Linked DNA regions of Mus musculus: all the other regions are linked to region 2. Evidence: chromatin contacts called from public HiChIP or PLAC-seq data. All regions are on one chromosome and are shown on one strand. The core of a region is the stretch at or near the end of the contact, and the rest is flanking DNA. Distances in the headings are between cores, read along the strand shown. Region 1 overlaps Lyst (lysosomal trafficking regulator). Region 2 has its middle 82 kb from the start of Gng4. Region 3 overlaps Lyst (lysosomal trafficking regulator).

Evidence for each region. HiChIP or PLAC-seq counts read pairs in DNA pulled down with a chosen protein or histone mark.
Region 1: an H3K27ac HiChIP or PLAC-seq map of embryonic stem cells shows a contact between it and region 2, with 2.6 times the contacts expected there. The contact joins two enhancer-like sites. A contact is called at or near these places in 2 of 484 Hi-C or Micro-C datasets (cerebral cortex and nephron progenitors), 1 of 115 datasets of contacts at active chromatin or transcription factors (embryonic stem cells) and 1 of 9 other capture datasets (pancreatic islet).
Region 3: a contact with region 2 is called in an H3K27ac HiChIP or PLAC-seq map of embryonic stem cells, with 7 times the contacts expected there. The contact joins two enhancer-like sites. A contact is called at or near these places in 2 of 15 datasets of contacts at CTCF or cohesin (embryonic stem cells and large pre-B cells), 5 of 484 Hi-C or Micro-C datasets (the HPC-7 cell line, the N1E-115 cell line, cerebral cortex and 1 more), 8 of 115 datasets of contacts at active chromatin or transcription factors (embryonic stem cells and epiblast stem cells) and 2 of 9 other capture datasets (embryonic stem cells and pancreatic islet).

What each region holds. Positions count from the first base shown.
Region 1 is chr13:13,637,007-13,640,422 of GRCm38.p6, reverse strand. It overlaps Lyst (lysosomal trafficking regulator), which reads right to left. Exons shown (of 53, transcript NM_010748.2): 6 at 2,047-3,055; 7 at 228-389. Among named protein-coding and RNA genes, the nearest start is that of Gm30836, 48 kb to the right of the region's middle. Within about 2 kb of position 1,537, at least 31 of the 459 cell types and tissues checked have an H3K27ac peak or open chromatin away from gene starts, as enhancers often do. A contact at or near this core is called in embryonic stem cells, where this site is marked.
Region 2 is chr13:13,864,998-13,868,571 of GRCm38.p6, reverse strand. No RefSeq gene overlaps it. Among named protein-coding and RNA genes, the nearest start is that of Gng4, 82 kb to the right of the region's middle. Within about 2 kb of position 1,306, at least 24 of the 459 cell types and tissues checked have an H3K27ac peak or open chromatin away from gene starts, as enhancers often do. A contact at or near this core is called in embryonic stem cells, where this site is marked.
Region 3 is chr13:13,670,525-13,673,612 of GRCm38.p6, reverse strand. It overlaps Lyst (lysosomal trafficking regulator), which reads right to left. Exons shown (of 53, transcript NM_010748.2): 20 at 2,673-2,810; 21 at 159-357. Among named protein-coding and RNA genes, the nearest start is that of Gm30836, 81 kb to the right of the region's middle. Within about 2 kb of position 1,837, at least 10 of the 459 cell types and tissues checked have an H3K27ac peak or open chromatin away from gene starts, as enhancers often do. A contact at or near this core is called in embryonic stem cells, where this site is marked.

The DNA.
Region 1 (3,416 bases), core at 288-2,787, 230 kb after region 2:
GGGAACAGTTATCAACAAATTTCCAGGTTAGATTAACTGCTTTTCTTTGAAGCAGGACAATTGATGATTTATTTATTATCCCTTCCAGATGATGGAGAAATTAACCAACCAAGGAATTCACCTGATCAAAATTCATGTTCCTGTGATTTAAATCAATGCCCTGGTCCCACCCAACAAGCACCCGTTTCTGCTAACCAGACCTAAGAACACAGCACATGGATTCATACCTTCTCAGTCACAGCATCACCAGGGCCCAAATCTGCTGAATGATTCCCCAGGGCTACTCGAAGCAGGGCATCAAATAAAGGCTTTGCTAATTCTGTTTCTGCCACCTTTGACTGGGAAAGGTGTTCCCTCAGTTCACACAATATATTTTCCACAGACAAGCCCTAAGGTAAAATGAAAGACTAAGAATATCAATAACACACATTTTAAAAGTGACAGAAAGGATTACAAGAAGCAGGGAAAAATCCATTTATTTGTAATTAATATGAAGGTAAACTGACTGCAAAAAAAAAAAAATCTGAGTTCTTATCCAAATAATGTACTGTTAAAATTCTGTTTAATCATAAAAAATCCACTCTTAGCAGGGTGGTGGTAATAAAAGCCTTTAATCCTAGCACATATGAGGCAGAATCAGGTGGATCTCTGAGTTCAGGCCAGCCTGGTCTACAGAGCAAGTTTCAGAACAGCCAGCACTACACAGAGAAACCCTGTCTTGAAAAAAATATAATTCCACTTTTTGGAGGCTGGGGAGATGGCTCAGTGGTTAAGAGTCCTTGCAGAGGACCAAAATTCCATTTCCAACACTTTTATGGCAGCACACAACTGTTTGTAACTGCAGTTCCATGGAATCCAATACCCTCTCTTTTGACCTCCCCAGACACTTTGCACACATAGTGTACAGACATATGTCCACGCAAAATAGCATACATATAAAAATAAATAAATCTTAAATTTTTACCAAGTCATTCTTTGAAACTTCAGAATATTAGTTATCTCTAGAGTTTACAAATTCCTTATTCTTAAAGGTTCTCTAAGATTCTAAGAAGCAGTTCTAATTATTTTTTCTTTTGCCTTCAGTTCTACCCTTTGAATGAAGCTATTACGCTTGCCTAGCTCTCTATAACAGTAGATTAAAAAACAAAAAACCTTATCTTTCTTTGAAGGAATGCCAAGTCTAAAAAGTAAAACAAATAGGTACAGACCAGATGATAACCACAACAAAACCATAAACAAAGGTCAGAAAATATGGGCAGAGTTCCCAACAGTAACACCAAGATTATGAACTTCTAAACTCTAAAACAAAATGACCTCAACTACTCATTTAACACTGAATTCACAAACTCTCCTAAAGGGGCTTTTGCAGAAAATTAAACAGTAAGCTTCTTTCGAGTAGGAACTGTGTGTCCCTTGTGTCCTCCATACTTGGTATTCTGGTAAGCACAAAAGGGTTTTCTAAAAACAAAGTAGGTAGCAAATGGAAGTGCGGAGGGCCCTGAGGCCCTTCCCCTCCCTTCCCTGTGCATTTAATAGGCAGACAATGGTAGCAAGGGAAAGAGCTCCTGAGGCCCAGCCCTTTTAGAACCTCTAAGGAGTGAATGGTTCCTGGGGAAGGGAAAGACATTTTTCTCCTGTGATATAACCACTGGCGAGGAACTCGTGCTCTGGTAAATAATTCTTCATCTAGGATTTAACAAGAAACCCTAATACAATGTAGTGGGCTTTTACACACACACACAGCCCAAACAACAACAACAACAAATATGAAATAGAAAGGAAACTAGCTGGGATAAGGAAGGGGATGAGTGGGAGGGAAGAAAGAGAAGGCAAGGAGGGTAAATTGATATAAATACACTATATACATAAAACTGTCATTATGATTTCCAGTTTTATATGTAATTAATACTTGAAAATAAATTTAACATTTGTGGCAAAATAGACAGTGTTAAGTTAGAACATGTATATTATATATTATTATATGTACATGCAGTACATATAATACACATATATGTTATGTGAGACGGACTAAGTACAAAGTATCACCTGAGACGGTAGCTCCAATTCCATCTTCTGTTGACAGGCTCTGGCACTATGAAGACAAATGGCCAGGAGAGACTCCAAAAGTCGTATGCTCTGGAGAGAAGTCTCACTTTGTTGACTCATAAATGCCTTTCGTTCCCCAGGAACAGATTCAGTAGCCACAATCTGCTCTGCACTTGTGGGAAGCACAGGCTGTGACTGGAATCCACGCACGCTGTCAGCACTCTTTCTCAGAAATCCCAGGTCTGGTGCTGTTGCAGATGATACATCTCCCTTCAGTGTCAGCTCGGGGTAAGATATCCTGATTAGCTCTTGGTTTTCATTTCTACTCATTTCTCCCTGCCTTCTTCCTTGATCCTCTGTATGACTTCTGAATAGTTTCTGGATTATCATAAATATTAATTCATGGCACACTTGGAAACCACCAAGCCTGTGAAATTGTTTCTGGAAGACTGAGTTCAACATGTAGATCCAACGACACATGGACCAAATGTCTGCTGCATGGTGCAAACATTCAGGGGAAGGTAAGACAACGTTCTCAAGAGACAGACATGGTAGCATGTGACTTAATGGCTCACTGGCAGTGCTGTCATAGCCAGAAGTATCTTCTGACTCATTGGCAGACTCCCTATCAGAGTCTGCTTCTTTACTGACACATAGAAAAGCCACACAGAGGAAGAGGTTTATGGTGTTTATGTGAACATCCTGGTGAATGGTCTTTCGTTTTTTTGGATCAGGCTCTCTGAGGCTGGCATAAAACTTCCTGAGACTGCAAGGAGAATCTGAAGAAGCTTGCTGCTTATGAAGAGAAGGACCCACACTTAAGGACGGCAACTCCTGTTGGATGTCTAACCCATCGACGTCTAGAACTGCAGCATCTTTCTGTTGTTCCCCTAGGCTGACAATCAGAGTTTCAAATGCTTTCAGGGAATGACTTCGAATCCCATCTAAGTAATTTAGTTCAATTATTTGGTTTACTCCATTACAACTTAAAAACAAATCTCTTATTACCCTGTGAGAGAGGAAAAAAAGATTTTTATATGACATACTGAAACATTTATAAATAGGTAAATATGTTATGTAAACATGCTATTGCTGTGTGTGGTATATACACCAAACACTGCCTACTCTGGTTCATTATTTGATAGTTCTAAGATACTGATCAAGATCTCAAGTTACTTTGTAATAGCACTTATATGCTCATATACAGCTCTGGAAGTACTTAAAAAGAAATTATATATATATATATATATATATATATATATATATATATATACATATATTATATATATATATCACATTAAAAGACGCAACTCAAAAAAGAACTTTGTCTTCAAATAATAAATTTCATAGAAATTCTAAATATCAAATCA
Region 2 (3,574 bases), core at 57-2,556:
AGCTGAAATATAAGACACAGACACACACACACACACACACACACACACACACACACACACACACACACACACAGAGACACACACACAAACTTTGTCATGAAATCCAACATGCCTTCATGATCAAAATTCTATAGTCAATAGGACTAGAAGAAACATATGTCTGTAGAATAAAAGCCAGAACCTTTTCTACTTTGTTTTATTTTGCCTCAAGATAGAGTTTCTCTTGGTGTGGCCCCAGCAGCCTTGCAACTTGCTCTGTAGGCTTGGGTAACCTCAAACTCACAGAGGTCTGCTCTGCCTGCCTCTGCCACCCACACAGCTGGACAAAAGCTAGAATCTTTTTTTTCTTCTAATCTGTTTGTTTGTTTGTTTGTTTGTTTTCCAATGTATACGTGTGTTCTATCTGCTCTGTTGCCTATATGCCTGCATGCCAGAAGAGGGCACCAGAACCTAGGAGGACCCACCACATGGCTCCTGAGAATGGAGGTCTTTCCCCTCTGTACGCCTCAGCTTTGGAGAGAGTCCGAGCTTGTACACAACCTTCTTATTGTTTTACCCAAGCCAAGATGGAAGATGCAGAGATCTCTTGGATAACATTCTCCACAAAGTCTTCCATGAATTCAGTCTGTCTTCCAATTCAAGCCTGGATGTAGCTGATGTTTTTTGGGGCAGAGATGAAAGGAATGTTCTGCATAGGTGGTTTAATGAACACAGAAGACTAGAATAAAGGTCTTTGGTCAGCTTAAAAAAAAAAAAAGTAAATTCTAATCATATAGAGGGTAGATATCTGCCCGGCTCTTCTAGTGTTGTTTAAAGCCAATAAAACTAATAAACTAATAAAAAACTGCGTTTTTTTTTTTTTTCAAAAACAGAATAATCAAGGTGGGGTAAGGAGCCCCATTTGGGAGTAAACATTTCTACAACATAACTGTGTGTTGTTTTCCTTCACATAAGCAGGGTTGGGGGTAGGGTTCCTCAGACATAAGTCTGAAAGAGTACAATGAATCATTTGGGAAGGGCAGTGGTAGGGTGGAGGTGGGGGGATGGGGCAGACTCCAGACAGAGAAAATTTTCTCTGAGTCCTGGAGTGCAGCCTGTCTCTCTCTCTGCCCTGTAGGGACTGTTAGATGAAAGGTATGCACTTCCACGCCCAGCTTCCCATTTCTCTCTTGTACCCCTGGAAGGTATTACACCTGCAAGTCTGTTTCTACTTCTTTGTTCTGTCACTTGGTTGCACATTGACCTCACTAAGATGGCACTAACATGTGGATGGCAGCCATCTTGTCTCCTGACTGACCTCACCAAGATGGAGGTGGCCAGCCATCATGTGACCTACTGTTCCAGGTCACTTCTGTTTCTCCCTTTCTTTCCCAGCCTCTAGGAGATCAGAACTTAATCAAACCCAGTGCAGAATGGTGAGGAGGCACAGAAAAGCCACCAGCAGCTTCAGCCACATGCTTTTTTCCTTGCTTTTTGTCTAATTCTTTTAAGTGTCAGAGGAATCAAACATTTTTTTGTTATTTTTTAAATTAAAATGCATAATAAAAGATAAATATAATCAGTCATCCTGGAATTTCTTCTGTATGCCAAGCACACTTAGTTAGCCAGTCAAAACAGGTAAAAATTTATATCAACATAAATATCACTCACTAAGAAACACTGAAGAAAAAAGAAAATAAGAAAGAAAGAGAGAGAGAGAGAGAGAAGGAGGGAGAGAGGGAGGGAGGGAGGAAGGAAAGAAGGAAGGAAAGAAGGAAGGAAGGAAGGAAGGAAGGGGAAAGAGAAAGAGAGAGAGAGAGAGAGAGAGAGAGAGAGAGAGAGAGAGAGAGAAAGAAAATCAGGCAGACTTTTTTGTTTATTCAAGATGTAATTTTACTCTGAGTAGCCCTGATAGGCAGACAAACTTGTTTGGTCTGTCTGTTGGTTGATTTTGTTTTGTTTTCTTTTTCAGGAAGTGAGGTGGCTTATTGCTTACACAAGCCCAAGCACAAGGAATAAATAAGTAAAGATCTCTGATACACAAATCTGGGGTGGGTCCTAGTGTGGCCATGGAAACACACACACACACACACACACACACACAGAGAGAGAGAGAGAGGGGGGGGGTGGGGACAGAGAGAAACAAACACAGAAAGAGTCAAAGAGAGACGCAAAGAGAAAGAAAGGCAGACGTAACAGGAAAAGAAATTAAAAACTAACAGAAAACAATAACCTTCCTTGTTTAGAGAAATAAGGAAACAGGGTGTCATCCTGAGTGAGGTAACCCCAGTCACAAAAGAGAACACATGGTATGCACTCACTGATAAGGGGATATTAGCCCAGAAACGTAGAACACCCAAGATACAATTTGCAAAACACATGAAACTCAAGAAGGAAGACCAAAGCGTGGATACTTCGTTCCTTCTTAGAATGGGGAACAAAATGCCCATGGATGAAGTTACAGAGACAAAGTTTGGAACAGATCCTGAAGGAATGACCATCCAGATACACCCTTTAGATAGAAACTTTTAACAATTAAAGAAAAACCTTCTTGTCTTTCCTACTATAGTCATTTCCTCTTAAATGTCATTTTTTTTAAACTTGGGCTTATCAGTTTGACTTGGAGATAATCTGGTGAATTCTTAAGCAAACACAATATTAGATTAATTCTCTTTTTCTACCAACCATTTATATAATGTCAGACATTAATATGTTTCTTAAACCGTTTACAATATTTCTAAAGACAATATATATTATGCTACAGGATGATGTTCCATAAGCAAAAAAGCACACTGAGCTAGAACATTGTAAAATTATGCTGAATATTTATACTGATTATAGTTGAAAATGAATTTGGTTACACCAAGCATTCTGGTTGGCTAGTTCATTGTTTAGCTGTGTGTATTAACTCAATAAACTCAATCAAATGTCATGACAAAAAAATGTGCATGCCTGTGTGTTACTCTATGTGATAATTACCAGAAGCATGTTTTCTTCAGTGTTCCCAGATATAGTGAGCTTAAAATAGGCGTTAAATGTATGTTTTTAAGAAGGGTATATAGCCCAAGCCCTAACCCAAATCCTAACCCTAACCCTAGTCCTAGTCCTAGTCCCAATTTTAGCCATAGCCCTAGTCCTAACCCTAAACCAAACCTATACCTACCCTTAGTCCTATCCTAAAACCTAACCCTAACCCTAACTCTATCCTATACCTTTCCCTGTTCTTAACCCAAGTCATAACTCTAACCCTAGCACTATTTATAACTGTAACCCCTGAAACTAACCCTAGCCTTATCCATAGCCCTAGACCTATCTCTATCCCTAGTCCAAGTCCTAGCCCTAGCACAAACCCTAACCCTAACCCTCGCCCTAGCCCTAACCCAAAACCCTAAACATAGGCTGATCTATTGCCCTAGTCCTGGTTCTAGTCCTAGCCCTAGCCCTAACCCTAAATCACCTAACACTAAAACTAACCCTAACAGTTACCCTAACCCTAGCAATAGACCTAGGCCTAGCCATAGCACTACCCCAAACCCTAACCCTAACCCTGGCCCTGGGCCTGGCCCTGGTGCTGGCACTGGAACTAGCCCAAAGC
Region 3 (3,088 bases), core at 588-3,087, 200 kb after region 2:
CTGGATCTATCTAGTAACTCACTGCCTTTTATCCACCAACATACATTAGGGCTTTTTCCAGCACAGAGAGACCATTCAGTAAATATCAAAACAAATATGTATCGGCAGGAAAAAGACTAGAGTAGAAATGGCTACAATCTAACAATGATCTTACTCACCTATGTGCAAAGAGAAGTAGAAGTTTGTGGGATTGTGACAAACATAAGTATTAGTAGGAGGGTGTACAGCTAACAGGAAATTGAAAATAACTGTCAATAATTCCAAGTCTGGAGGAGAACCAAGGACTTCTGCAATGATTTTCACAAATGATCTACAAACTTCTCGGGGCATAGATGTAAGCTGCCCCTCTCTGTGTTCCTGTAAAAATAAAAGCCAAAATCTCTTTAGATTTAAAGAACTGTCAGCTAATATTTTTTTTATTTAAACAAGATAGTCCTCTAAAAGTCACTATTATTAGTGTTGGAGGTGCATATGTAGAGGTCAGAAGACACCTTGTGGAGTTGGTTCTCTTCTGCTTTAATGTAGTTCTGGAGATCGGAGTCATCAGGCCTATATGGCAAGCACCCTACCTGCCAAGTCATCTCACTGATATTCTTCTTAAGATAGAATATTGTTGGTTTACTACTCTAGTCTAACCATATTTAACATTAATCTGAAGTACTACTTTTCAACCCCAGTGATTTTTGCCATTATAAATTAATTACAAGTGATGGCAGTTTAATTCTAGCCCTCTTAATTTAGTTAACTGAACCAAGTTACACTGCAGAATTCAAGTGTGCAATGTGGCCCTACACTTACATTAACATTGCTATACTGTCTCTTTGTCTATATGAATATGCTAACACTAGTATGTATGCTCATTTTACAAATTCAATGACACCACAGAGAAACCCAATCTTGTAAAACAACAACAAAAAGTTTTTTTCAAGGATACAAACTCTTAGAACAGCACCTCAGACACTAAGCCATCTTGTAATTCAAAACGCTGTAGACCAGAAGAGCTTTAGATTTCAGGTTTTTGGATTTGGAGGATATTTGTACAGACTTTATAGATATGAAAGCCCCAAATCAGGAATGTTCGAAACTAAATTTTTTAAAGTGCATAAAGCCATAAAACTCTTAGTTCTTTTAACACTAGCATCACTGTTAGTACTATTATCCACTATGGCTACTAGATCTGCATGGACCTCTTGTAATGCAGCACACAAGTTACAGCAATATCCTGTGGCCCAGCTTGCAAAGTCCTTTCTCACAGTGGTTATTACAGTGGTCTTATCTTTCACTTCCAGAATATAGGCTTAAATGGTTATTTCACTAGCTTGAACCACACAAAGAAACAAATAATTGTACAACTATGACCAAACACAGGCCCCCAGTTTCTTTGTGCTGTGCTTTCAACTGCTTGGATTATAGAACTTAGTAGGATGTCACGCCTTACTAAAAATAGAGGCTGTCATAACTTGTTTATGTTCTTAAACTCCATCTCCTCAGAGGCTAGTAATTAACCTCCTGATTAAGGGCACAGAATATAAAACTGCCTTGTCTTCTGTCTCCATATGTCCAAATATGACACATAATTGTCCCTCCACTCCATTTACTGTTATGTACTGCTGAATCAGAGGATAATAAAGGGGAGCTGTTAATTTTGAGACAATTTAGTCATCAGATCACATAGACCCCTTTGAGGTATTGTCATAGTATTTAGATTTTAATGTAGCTTCCCAGAAGCCTGAAGCAGGCTGAGCCAGAATTTGACCTTGCTGCCACTAAGGAAATTATCTAGGGTGGAGCCTTCCTCCCTAGATCACTCTATTGTTCTGCCTTGGCTGCTGCTCCTCTTCAAGATACTGCTACCTGCTGAGAGGCCCCGGAGCTATTCAGGAGACTATGCCCCATCCTGCACATCATCACCAGTTCCATTATTTCTCAACCCGCCTAGGCTCCCTCTTTTCTCCCAGATTCCAAGATGCCTTCCAGGCTCGAACCCGGACATGTGAGCCGCTGGCAGGCCCCAACAATTTAACCCACCAATACAGTAAAGGTGTCAGGCTATAGAAGCAAAAGTACTGGCCTCACGAAATAGTAAAGATCCCACAGTATGTCTGGACTTATCTCACTTGACAAGATCAACATGTTTCAAACACTAAAAACAAAAACAAAACCTTGGAAATAGTCCAATATACCAACCAGGCAGATGAAAGGGCATTTGTAAAGTCAGGTCACAGCACAGACATAGTACATGAGTCAGTGTCACTTTTTAATATAGTATTTTAGGTATATATCCATATTGCTAGTTAACATATAAAATAGACTATGATTAAGTTTTATTTATTAAAAGCATACATATATGTAAGTTGTTATTTAAAGAGTATAGAGTGAGTTAAGGATCACTAACAGCTGATGTTCAGGAAACCACAAAATTATTATATTCCAATACAAAGAAACATGCAGAAATTTAGTAGCTGTTCTTTTGTAGTTTGAGCCAGAGAAGATGACAGTGTAAATAAAGATCAGGAGGCAAGAGCTGAAAGAAAACATGCTTACAGAGTAAGTAAGATAAAAGACAGAAAAAAATCCCATTGACCTGTGAAACTCTGATGTGCACAGCAGTAGGTTATTAAATAGAAGCTACTGCAGAAGATGCCCCTGCAGAGAAGCTACGGGAAAAGTACCTGTAAAACCTGACAGGTCAGTAGGAAGTGGTGAACCACGTGGGCGTTCAGCAACTGCTTAATATTAAACTGCTGCTGGTGGTGCTCTACCCGGATGAGGACTTCCAAAGCTGCTAGCAGAGTCTCCCACACACCTTGCTGAGAAAATAAACATGCACCAATTAGCACACAGTTATGGAAACATACTGTGGGCCTCTTAGAAGCCTAGAAACATAACTACTTAACGCACTGTGCATGGTCTACTTCAAAGCTTGAGTCTGTTGGTGTGGAGGGGAAAGTAAGTCTTAAAATTTATTCCATTCAGCTCATCATTACTTCAGGAAGTTCAGAGCTTTACACAGAGCATACACTTCTGGATTTACATTTAACATTAGCATTACACTGAAGCAGCAAAATTATCCTTTCCTCCAGCATGA